Regions from separate parts of the Mus musculus genome. Here region 2 is linked to region 1. Evidence: chromatin contacts called from public promoter capture Hi-C data. All regions are on one chromosome and are shown on one strand. Each heading gives the region's core, a stretch centred on a gene start, on an enhancer-like site or on the middle of the called end of the contact. The rest is flanking DNA. Distances are from core to core; before and after follow the strand shown.

Region 1 (6,148 bases), core at 2,330-4,829:
AGGGCACAGCTGGATTTACAGAGGTGGAGGCCCAGCATCTTATCCATCAAAGGCCATTTTCTAAAAGGGAACCTGGCGTTTAAGGGATAGAAAGCCATGGCACAGAGCAAAGTGGATGCGAGTTAGTGACGAGTACAATTCTTCTACATGAAAGCCAGCCTTCATGAAATTAGAGCCAGCATCAATTTAGAACAAAACCAGTCCAAAGGTCTTTGTGACTTTCTCCTGGATAACTTGGCAGGCGAGGAGAAGAAAACACGATGAGAGTGATTTTGAGACTAGAGCCTGGAATATAAGAAGTCCAAGTCTGCACACAGTGGCTCACACCTTTGAGCTAAGCATTCTAGAGGCAGAAGCCATCAGATCTCTGGATATGAGGATACCCTGGTCTACATAGTAAGGCTCTGACTCCCCACCTCCCCGTCCCCCACACCCACCCCCCGAAAATCAACATGTCAAAACCTGTCAAGACAAAACATTGTGTTTTTCAGAGGTCACATGTGCTGATGGGAGATGTGGAGATGTAGAGCCCTGAAGATGGGCTGAGGCATTACAATGACGCGGGTGAAAGAGCTGGAGTCTTCCGTGATGGTTAAAGCCAGGCACAGTAGGTGGAAAGATTCAGTGATGTGGGAAGGTTCTTAAAGGTCAATTTTAGAGGTTGAAAGAAAATGCAGGCAGAGCCATAAGGGTCAAGGCAGAGCCATGGGGAGGGGTCAAAGGCGGAGCCACAGAGGTCAAAGCGGAGGCACTGCCAGTCCATTGAGTGGGAGAGCGGCAGCCTAAACCCAAAATCCCTAGCAAAGCTGGCAGAGCAGAGAATGAAGCCAGCTGCTCCTGAGTTCGTTGTTTATGACTTTTTCTGAGCCTCAAGTGAAGTAGTTTCCCTGCCTGAGTGAGCAACAGTCACCAGACAGGCTATTTTCTCCCCCTCCTCCCTCCTCTGTTTTTTTTCTAGACAAACAAACAAATAAACAAAAAAGAAATTAAAAAAAAAAAGTTGTGTGTGTGTCCCAGCACACACTGCCACTTAGAAGAGTCATTCTGTTCTTATACTGTGCTCAGATTCTGAACCTCTGGCTTGGGTTGTCCATCTTGGTGACAGGTGCCTTTCTCTGCTGAGCCATTTTGCTAACCTAAGCCTTGTTTTTTTGTTTGTTTGTTTGCTTGTTTTATAGAAAGGGTTTTGTTTGTTTGCTTGTTTTTGGATTTTTAAGGTCCTACAACACCCTAATGATTCCATCTTGATATTTGAGAGACTAAATAAACCCTGTCTTTTTCAAAATGTGCAGAGCAATTCTGAAGGGCCACCAGGTCTGGCAAGTACCAAACCAGGAACACAGGAATGAGGGTCTTGAGAAGACAGTATCACATTCTAAGAGTTAATACGTTGGAGGTGGCACTAAAGAATATGGGCAAGGTCATCCTGGTTCTCAGAAGAGGTGTTGTGAAGGAGGCTGTGCTCACACCCTGGCAGAGGGGAGAAGGGGGGTGGGGAGAGACAGGCTCGGAGACAGGAAATGAAAATACAGGAGTGGGCTGCAGGATACATGAGAGGAGACACGGTGGGTTAGCAGCCAGCACGGGTAGGAGAATGAGTCCTTTGCCAACGAAGGATCTAAGGTCCAGGACTTGTGGGTCTTTAAAGGGGTTGTAGGCTCACAGGCAGAATTCTTGAGCAATGAGGACTTTTGTATCTGTATGCTAATGCGATTTCTAATATGTAAACCATTAAAGATTTCTAAGCCCTCAGGTAGCTGAGCTGGCAAAAGCTTACTAACTGGAAACTTGGCTTCCCAGCTCACAGTTTTACAGAGAGAGTCAGATTTCCATGGATATCAAGAGTGTCCTTGGAACACAACGTCAGAGGCATCTCAACAGTCCAGTGATGGGAGTCATGGGGACCTGTTGTGGCCCCTTGGAGGAAAGGGAAGTTTATGGATGAAAAATGGCCTCTGTGTCATTTTTAGTTCCAGCCAGTGCTAAAATTAGAAAAAATACCACAGCCTGTAAGTCACCTCTACACACACACACACACACACACACACACACACACACACAAGCCAAGGTAGATACAATGTGCATTTCTTAATAAAGAACGTATTTACTCTCAGAAAGCTAATTCGTTAATTTTTTAATTACATTTATTCGTTTAGCTCCTGTGCCTTGTGTGGGTGTGGAGGTCAGAGAACAAGTTGTGGGGGTTGGATGATTCTCTCCTTTCACAATGTGGGTTCCAGAGATCAAACCCAGGTCCTCAAGTTTAATGGCAAAGACCTTTACCCCACCCCCACCCCCCACCGAGCCATCTTGCTAGCCCCCTAACCCCAAATCTCCAAAGAACAATGCAAATGTCTGGCCCTAGTTCTAAGTGATTCCCTCTGTAGATCCAAACCAGTTCAACATTATTTCTGTGAAATAACCTCTTAACAGCATACACAGACTTTAAGCTGAGTGCACGCATGCGCATGTCACACACACACACACACACACACACACACACACACACACACACACACAGCTTCTGCACATTGAAGAAATGACTCACTTAATTTGCCACTGCCTGCCACTACTGGGTTTTGATTTTACCTGTTCAGACACAAAGTTTCCTATCAGATCAACTACAGGAAAGAAGTATTTGGCAGCTTGGACCCTGATTGGGTTCAGGACTTAAGTGCACCGAAGGGATTTTAATCTATGCATTTTAAGGAGCCTTTCCGGACCCCAGACTGTTCCCTCCATAAAATGGTAACATTTCTTGCTACTTTGGGAGCCAGCTCATTGGAAACCCCTTGCGGAATAAATATGGTTAAGTCTTGCATCCCCAGAGGGTCCCTTCCTCAGCTCACAGTACCAGCAAAACAGCCTTGTGCTGCAACTGGAAAGAACCAGAGCCCTTCCTTTCAAAGGATGAAAACCAGAGAATCCGCGGGAGCAATGTGGCTAACCCACCCAAGGTCACTCAGCTCCAACTGTGAATGATAGACTTGCCCCTAGTCCTGGCAAACTCTGCACACCCTTGGCTCTCCTCAAACAGTCCCTCGGGGGCCTCTTCTGTCTGCTAGCTTGCAGCCCCCGCGAAGATGCAATGCCACTTGCGCTCTGCGCCTAACTTCAGCCCTGCGCGTCAGCATTCAGTTAACCCTCTCGCGTCCAGAGTGTCACGCGGGGCACACGAGGCTTCATCCCTCACCCCCTCTCCCCAGCACTATCCCATGCCTATCCATGGAGTGGTTGCTCCAAGGTCACATCGACGGTCCCTGCGGAAGCACCCGCCGCTTGAGTCTAGAGGATGCCCGGACATGTGGGGAGGGGAGACACCTCTGAAGACTCACCCGCGCGCGGATCTGGCGCGCCGAGGCTGCCCATGTCGTCGCCGGCGCTCTGGGTGCGGTGGCCGCGAGCGCGGGGCTTTGCGGGGCGAACCCGGCTGCGGGCCCGCGCTCCAATCAGCGCGCGCGCGGCCCGGCCCGGGGTTCGCGGCTCCCCCACCCTGGAAGGGCGCGAGCCGCCGCGCGCCTCCCAGAGCCTCTTCCGGGCGCGTTGCCTGGACGCGGTTGCCGTGGCAGCCCGAGCTGGAGGCTTTCCCCGCGCGCCCGCGCCCAGCCCGCCGGCGCCCCTCCTCCCACCGCGTTCCCACACTCAAAATAGCCTTTCCGCGGCGCCGCGGGTCCCCACCCAGTTCGCTGCAGGGAGTCAGCGGGCGGGGACTTGCTTACAAGAACCTCAGTCCCGTCGTAGGGCGCGTCGACTTGGAGGCAGAGGTAGGTGTAGGGAAGGATGCTTCAATGAGAGCCCAGCCTTCCAGGTCTCTATGTCATCAATCATTTTCCCGGGAATCCTAGCATCCCTTATGTACCAAGCCTGGTTCCCACAAAAATAGTTAACTGCTTTTCCCACCTCAAACTGGGGAGAAGTTAGGGGTGAGACCACAGTCCAGGAAACAGCTCCTTCCAGCGCCACACCTGCACAGGTGATGGAACCCTCCAGGCGACAAGTGTGTATGAGGGAATCACCAAGCCTCGCGCACAAGAGACAGGACCCCTGGGAAAATGCCCGTTTCTCCTCCCAGCCCTCTTCCTACCTTCTGCCTCGCTCCCAGGGAGTTCCAGCTTTGCTCTCCTTCCCATCAGTGCTGGATCCTCAGCAGGAATCACTCACAATTTTGCTTCCTCTCCGTAAGGTGGGGTTTAAGAAGAGTGGAGGATCCCACCTTTGCTCACCTCACTGCGTCTGGTTCATAGCTCTTACGTAGAGGCATGGGCTTACCCAGTGTAGGTGCTCCTGTCTGGCGGCTCTCCTCTGCCCCCAATTCAAAGGAAGCTAGGAAGAACGCAGGCTGTGCAGCCACTTGGGAAAGCTCTGGTCTTGGAATTCTCGATCCTGTAGTTATTTATGTGTCGTCTTGGGTGTTCTGTAATTAACTCGCCTGTAAAGTAATAACTCCCCAAAACACACACACACACACACACACACACACACACACACACACACACACACACACAGAGAGAGAGAGAGAGAGAGAGAGAGAGAGAGAGAGAGAGAGAGAGAAAGAGAGAGAGAGACTGCTAAGGTGAAATGGAGAAGATGAAGATGGAGAAGGCAGGGACTCTGCTCCCCTCCCGGCCATTGCAGCCTAACACATATTGATCAGATAGTTAGACGGGTATAAAAAAGACTGCTGACCAGAGGGCATGGCCTTAAGTCCTGTCTCACGGAGATCTCACCTAATAGTGTTCTTTAGTGTGTGATGGTTTATTTCTCTTTCTGTATCACTTGGTGCACAGCGTGTAAATACGGATGGGATCCAATCCCATGGCGAAAGGTTCTCTGAGAATTTCCACCATTTAAGATAAATTTGAGGGGGCGAGGAGATGGCTCAGTAGATAAGTGCTTGCCTTGCAAGTGTGAGGACCTGAATTTCATCCTCTCTGAATTTCATATATATATGTGTGTGTGTGTGCGTGTGCGTGTGCGTGTGCGTGTGTGTGTGTGTGTGTGTAGAGGGGGGAAGAGGGAGAGAGAGAGAGAGAGAGAGAGAGAGAGAGAGAGAACTCGTGTCGTGCACATATTCTCACACAGGCTCCCCACATGCACAAAATAAATAAACATGCCAGCCATGGGGATTTGGTGTTCACTTGTAATTCCAGAGCTGAGGAAGCAGAGACAGGCAGACAGATCAGGGCTCATAGGTCGTGCAGCCTTGCCTTCTTGATGAGTTCTAAGTCTGTCTTTAAAAGGTGGATCATGCCTAATGAATGATATTTGAGGCTGTCCTCTGACCTACACACACACACACACACACACACACACACACACACACACACACGCACGCACAAATGAAACATATTACTTGCCACAGTGTCTGGAAACACAGCTGTTACGATAAAGTGCCAGCTCTCCTCACAATGAGGCCAGAGTCAGGTTCCAAGGCTTTCTACCTGTTCCCATAGGCTGCCTTCTAGCGCAGGGTGTGCCTCTCACAACCAAGACAGTCAGTTCCTGTCCATTTTGTTTCCTTTTCCCTCCTTCTCCCTTCGCTCCCTCCCTATCCTGCTTCATCCTGCCACGGGCCAGGAGTCAAGGAGTCAAGGTCCTAAGAAGGGGTGGGAGTTGTCACTCTGGTGGCTGTCAAAGCATAACTTTATTACCACAAGTCCTCCTCACACTCTGGGGTAAGGCAGGGGAATACCTGGGAGGCGAGAGGGGTTTGCCGTAAGCGCACACACACCCCGACTTAATTTCTTTTTTTAAACAATCATGCTGATTAACATAAGACACCACATATTTAAAGATTCCTTTGCAAGGCCTGATGGCTCATACCTCTAAATCTAGCAGACAGTAGGTTGAGGTGGACTGGACGCCATTGTGATTTCCAGGTGAGCCTGGGTTACAGAGGGGACTCTGTCTTAAAGAAAACAAAAAAGTAAAAACAATTCACTTAATTTTTTTTTAAAAACTATGATACTAGTTCTAAAATTTCAAAAACGGTGTCAAATCAGGCCTGTGACTTCCTGCTTCTCCCCGCTCCCCCTTTTTTTCAGGCAATCTATTTTTAATCCTAATTTAAGCTCCTTACCCCTTTACACACCTGTCAGGTAAATTGCAGTCACGTACTCAATGTTCCAGAATTGTTTGTATTGTAACT
Region 2 (6,148 bases), core at 1,880-4,379, 360 kb after region 1:
ATAGAAGCTATTAAATGTGGCACACACACACCCAAAACCAGAGGCTAGAAATGAACATTTATGAATTTTATACTCATTTTACTAATTGAGAAGGCTATAACTTCAAGAAAAGTTAACAATAAATTCAGATCCAATGTACAACAACCATACTACACCTAAACAAATGTAACAAATCTTAATTACTATTATTTTGTTGTTGTTGTTCTGTCAGTCTATTTCCCTCTATTAAAGACCCAAGTCCATGGAGTTGGGGTAAAAGCAGGGACACATATAACTAAGTTGTAACTAATGCATGATACCAAAGCCCTTTATTACCATAACTTTTTTGTTTTGTTTTGTTTTTTTTGTTTTTCGAGACAGGGTTTCTCTGTGTAGCCCTGGCTGTCCTGGAACTCACTCTGTAGACCAGGCTGGCCTCGAACTCAGAAATCCGCCTGCCTCTGCCTCCCGAGTGCTGGGATTAAAGGCGTGTGCCACCACTGCCCGGCTAATCATGACATCTTTAAGACTTTTAAGCTATGAATGTTTTGATACAATGAATTTTCTATTTCATATTTTCAACTTAAAAAAAAAAACTGTACTCAGATGCACCTGCTCAAAAACTTACTGCTCTTTAGCTTTATGCAAATAAACTGCTGTTCTCTTAGAATATCAGTAGAAACATGTCTCAATTTCTTACAAATATGAAACACCAAAACAAAACTTGCTGAATATAACCCCAGCTAGCACACATTCTTCATTAAGCCTAATTATTTTTATTATAGCTTTTTTCAACTATAAACTCGAGACCCAAGTACAATGACAGAAACCTGCAGTCCCAGCTCCTTTGGAGGCTGAGGCAGAAAGATTTCTGAGTATAGGAGCTAAAGACTGACTATTTCTAGTGAACCATCTGGGATACAAGTGACCAATATACAGAGAACAAAGGGGAAAGATGACAAAAGAAAACACACATACATGACACCCAACCCTGATTATTAAGAAAAAAACTACTAGAGACAGGCGAATTTCTGAGTTCGAGGCCAGCCTGGTCTACAGAGTGAGTTCTAGGACAACCAGGGCTATACAGAGAAACCCTGTCTCGAAAACAAACAAACAAACAAACAAAAATTATTCTTGCTAATTTTCCCCACTATCATTCACCCAACTCACAAATGCCCTCAGTAATTTTTTCAGATACTACTGAGACTCTGAGGTAACAAGCAAGCAGGATACAATGAAATAATTTGTCCATGGTTACACCCTAAGAAAGTAGCAAAAGTAATATATATTTTGGGGGTGGGTATTTAAAATAGGATCTCTCTACATAGTATGGGCTGTTGTAGAACTCACTATATACACCAAGCTAGGCTCTGCCTCCCAAATGTTAGGATTAAAGGCAACTCGAGCCATCACACACTCAGCACTCCTGCTACAAAAGTAATTTAAAGCTAAATTGTTTCTCTTCAAAATAGAAGAGCTTCCTTAAAACCTATGTCACAATGTAACACAATATTACAATGACCAGTTTCTACTAAACCTTTTTACTAAAATAAAAACAAAACAAAAAATCACTTAGTTACAAACTATCAAAATATAAATCCAGACCTGGAAAAATGGTTTGTTGTCAAGAGTGCTTACTATGCTGGCTGAGGACCCAATCGGGACTCAGCACCTATACAGGGCAGTGCAAAACCTCCTTTAACTACCACTCCAGAGTACTAGGTCCTCTTCCGGCCTCAGAGGCACCTGCACTCACATGTACAGACCCCACACACTGGTATATACGCACATGAAGGTTTTGGGGTTTGTTTGGGTTCTTTAACGTAGACTCAAAAGCTAAGTAAAATCAGAATTCTTGAAAGGACATCTGTATTAAGTCACGTGAGAGCTATTGCAAAGACAAATGGTAAAGATATGAGGAACCTCTGTTCATCTTTTTTTTGATTTTGCTCTCTTTGGTTAAAGAGGTCCCCAAAACAAGAAAATTAAAGATAAAAGTGCCAAATGGAACTAAGTTTGGATCAAGTCAGGTTCAAGAGCTGTCAGAACTCTGACAATGAGGTCTCTGTCAGCTGGCTCACTCACTGCTACTCAGGAGTTCTAAACTCATTCTGTACATAAATCAAGGAACAGGAAAGCTCTCAACAATACAATGGAGTCACCCCAGACATGAGCAAATTAAGTGAAGGCGCTAGCTACAACTTCCTGGTTTTTTGGTTTTTGGTTGTTGTTTTTTTTGGACGCTAAAAAGTCACACTTTTTTTTTAAAATTATCTATAAAGCTCTATAATCTAAGAAGTGTGGTGACAAACCTCTATTTCTCCAGAACAAAAACCGATATTTCCACCGCACCACTGCTGACTCCGATCAATTATCTAGGCAGGATAAAGAAAACATCTTTTTTTAATGACTAACCAGCCAACTCCACACAATATCAGACGCGCCTGTCTTCTGCTCCGCGGACTGCGCGTGCCCGCCCGCACCGGGCGGCTCCCGGCTCCAGCCGGGGTTACCTTCCTCACTCCATTGTCACCCCCACTCCTCGGCCCTGAGCCCCAGTCCCGCTGGCGAGCGGCGGCCCCGGGGCGCAATCCCCTCACCCACCCCCTCCCAAGAGGCCGTGGGTGTGTCCGCGGGCGGACTCTTGCCCGGACACAATGAGCCACTCCGCGCCGTCCGGGACCCGCGGTCATTCCCCTGTCGCCGACCCGGGCCGGCCGCCGCGGCCCTTCCTCTTTCTCCCTCCTGCTCGGCCCCTCCCCCGCCGCGCGCAAGCGCCACCGCGCCGCTCCCCTCCCCCGCACCCCCCCCCCTTCCGCCGGCGCCCTCACCCGAGTCCGCAGGCCCCGTGCGGCCAGGTCCCGGACTCGCTGGCGCGGGGCTGGGGAACAGCGCTCGGCCGGGTGAGGCTGAGGCGGGCCGGGCGGCTCTCCTCAGGAGGGCGTCTGTCAACACCGCCGCCGCGGAGCGTGAGGCTGAGCCTGGCTCGGCTGGACCCGGCTCCGAGCACCCGATCGCGGCCCACGCGCGCTCGCGACCCTGAACGGCCGGCGTGCCTTACGCCGCGCAGCACCAGCGCCCCGCCACCATCGCCGTCGCCGCCGCCGCAGCCTGGGCCGGCCCTCCCCGACTGCGCGAGCGCGACACCGGGGCCCTTTTACGACAGTTCGGAAAGCGAGCGCTCCGGACCCTCACGCCCTCTCACAGCAGTATGTCTGCGCATGTGCGGGCCAGGGACCGCCCCCCTGCGTCCCAGTCCTTCCTCTTTGCACTGGCTTAGGCGAACTGTTGGCCCAGTGGGACTAAGTTAAAAATAAGGTGGTTGGGTTCACTTTCTTCCGTGATTTCGGGCTCAACAGTGCTTCAGCATAATTCCGCCTACGTACTGGTTGCTTTTTCTCAAACTAAAAATTATTCCAGCTTACTGATTGCACTAGTCGCGCCTTTAAATAAAAAAACAAAAAAACACGGGTTAGTGTCTTTCTCAGCAGATGATACCCAAAACAGAGATCTCATCTCACTGGTGAAGTGAATTTTCAAAATCATTTCAAATGTATTATTAGGTAGCCTGGGAGCTATACAATCGCAGATGACTTCTTAATTGCCTCACAAAACCCAGAAGATTGCAGTTTTTATTGTGTGCCCTAGAAGGATGTAAGGACAGAGAGTGGGCTCTGCAGTCAATCAGACAGATTTCCGGTCAGAAAGCAAAGTGAGGGTGCCCAAGCTGACTTATTAACACCTTTATAAATCTCAGTTTCCTCTTCTATAAAACATGATAGCCTTATATGCTTCAAAATGATCTTGTGAGGTCAAATATGACGACTTAAAGTACCTTATATTACCAATTAAGTATTTAACAAGCATTAATAACCTCCTTCTACATCAGCTCGTCGATAATATTCACTCATGTTCTCCATATTTAGTGAAGGTGATTTTTTGGCTTGGTTTGGTTTGGTTTTGGTTTTTCGAGACAGAGTTTCTCTGTGTAGCCCTGGCTGTCTTGGAACTCACTCCAGAGACTCAGAGATCCACCTGACTCTGCCTCCCAAGAACTGGGAGTATTTTTAAATTTTAAAAGAAGAAGAAATGGAAAACATTGGATTTGGATTTCCTCAGCCTCCCTAGTTGCTGCCCTCTACAAGTAGAATTCTATCGGGACTATCAAAGCCCAGGACTTTTTTGTTTTGTTTTGTTTTGTTTTGTTTTGTTTCCGGGCTTGGTTAGGTTTGGTTTTTTTCGAGACAGGGTTTTTCTGTATTGCCCCGGCTTTCCTGGAACTCACTCTGTAGACCAGGCTGGCCTCGAATTCAGAAATCTGCCTGCCTCTGCCTCTGCTTCTGGGACTAAAGATGTGTGCTTCTTGGGTTGGGGACTTTAGGTTAGAGGCAAGACTTGTCTGTTCTGATCAGGTAGAGTTTTTGAAGTGTCTAATGTTTACCCAAAGGCTTGAACTTAGTTGGTTGTTGAGTGTGTTAATCTAAAACTAAGTAGACCACTGGGCTAATGATGGAGATTCGGATTCATTAACTTACATTTCTGACAGTTGAAGCAAGCATTTTGGTAAGGTCAACCAGAGTAGAAATGAGAGGAAATAGATATGTGGAATGTTTGTTATTTAAAGAGCTGAAGTGAAAGGAAATTCTAGGAGGAGTTGAATGTGTTAGAGAGGGAGGGAGGGAAGGAGGAAGGAAGAGAAATTGAGTCAAGATATATAGGTAGTAAAAAATTAGGAGGAAATTTAGCAATAAAGAGTATGATCATGGATTCATGAAATGCTGTTGGTTGAGCAATAGAAAGATCTGTAAACTTGACCAGCTTCATAGATTATCTTGACATAGAGAACAGAGTTTCTCTATGAAGTTGGTTTTGACACTCGGGTATTGTTTGACATAATCAAAAGATGATTTTGGTTGTCACAACTGGGGAAATGTTGCTGACATCTTGTAAGAGGTACTAAGCACCAAGCCATGGGCAGGACACCACCCACAACAAAGAGTCATCTGGGCTGTGAAGTCAATATCTCAGCTGAAAAGTCCCAATGTAGAAAGTATTGCACACTAGTTACACCAGAGCTAATACTATTTTGTTAAATTGGTAATGAATGAAAAAGAGACAAGTCTAGCAGGATACCTAGTCAGAAAGAAAAAGGAAGAAAGAAAGAAAGAAAGAAACAAAGAAACAAAGAAACAAAGAAACAAAGAGAAAAAGAAAAGAGTAAGGATTTAAATCCTTTTGATATGTTGAAGGGAAAAGGGTCAGAAAAATGAAGAGGTAAATGATAATAGATCCAATAATCCCTGGAGAACAATGGTTGGTCAGATGAATAAAATTGGCCATTGTACTGAAAAGAAATGATTGGACAAATATAATTAGGTTTACTTGCCTAAGGGGGTCAAACCTTTGACTTCTCTTTGAAATACAAGATTGTGCCATTTACCCAGGTAGAAAGTTTGCAAGTGGCTGGGTGCAGAATGCCTAAAGCACTGAAATTAAAAGCATCAGAAGAGCCATGCTGTAATGGTGCCTGCCTTTAATTCCAGGCAGAGGCAGGCAGATCTCTAAGTTTGAGGCCAGCTTGGTCTACAAAGTGAGTTCCAGGACAGCCAGGGCTACACAGAGAAACCCTGTCTTGAAAAACCAAACAAAAACAAAAACATCAGAATAGCCTTTGACATAGTTGCAGGGATGGTGATGACAAACCAAGACAGGAAGCCCAGATCAGAAAATTCTTAAGACTGAAAGGTCTGCTGTGGTTTGCATCTGCAGCAGTAAGGGGGAAGTTAGAGAAGGAGGAAGCTCACACCTGGATTCATGCAATAGCACTTTTCTGGTTCCCCCCTCCCTATACTCCCATACCACCATGAGTTAAAGTCTAAAGAGATGTCGGGACAGAGCAAACTGGGAAGCAACGAATAACTTAAAATCCTTTAATAACCCTTCATCACCTTCAGGTCCTAAATCCTTGGTTTAACAAATAAAACTGCTCAAAATCCAGAGTCTCCAGTATCTTTTCATGCTAGGTCTTAACTATCCTGCCCCCACCCAGTGGGTAGATTTCAGTAGTCTTCTTAAGTTTCTTGTAACACTTTCAAAACAAAACAAGCCAACACAGCATCCTGTACCAACCCTAGGTTTGCTGTCTGAAATTAACAACCTTCTGTTT

The links. Promoter capture Hi-C pulls out the DNA fragments that hold promoters and counts their contacts.
Region 2: a promoter capture Hi-C map of liver shows a contact between it and region 1, with 4 times the contacts expected there. The contact joins the promoter of Rnf111 here to the promoter of Fam81a in region 1. A contact is called at or near these places in 5 of 39 promoter capture datasets (hippocampal neurons, liver, maxillary cranial neural crest and 1 more), 1 of 484 Hi-C or Micro-C datasets (embryonic stem cells) and 9 of 115 datasets of contacts at active chromatin or transcription factors (bone marrow-derived macrophages, embryonic forebrain, embryonic hindbrain and 4 more).

Annotation. Positions count from the first base shown.
Region 1 is chr9:70,137,978-70,144,125 of GRCm38.p6, forward strand. Fam81a (family with sequence similarity 81, member A) reads right to left here and starts at 3,580. Exons shown (of 9, transcript NM_029784.2): 1 at 3,336-3,580.
Region 2 is chr9:70,500,646-70,506,793 of GRCm38.p6, forward strand. It overlaps Rnf111 (ring finger 111), which reads right to left and starts at 3,130. Exons shown (of 15, transcript NM_033604.3): 1 at 2,814-3,130; 2 at 2,295-2,357.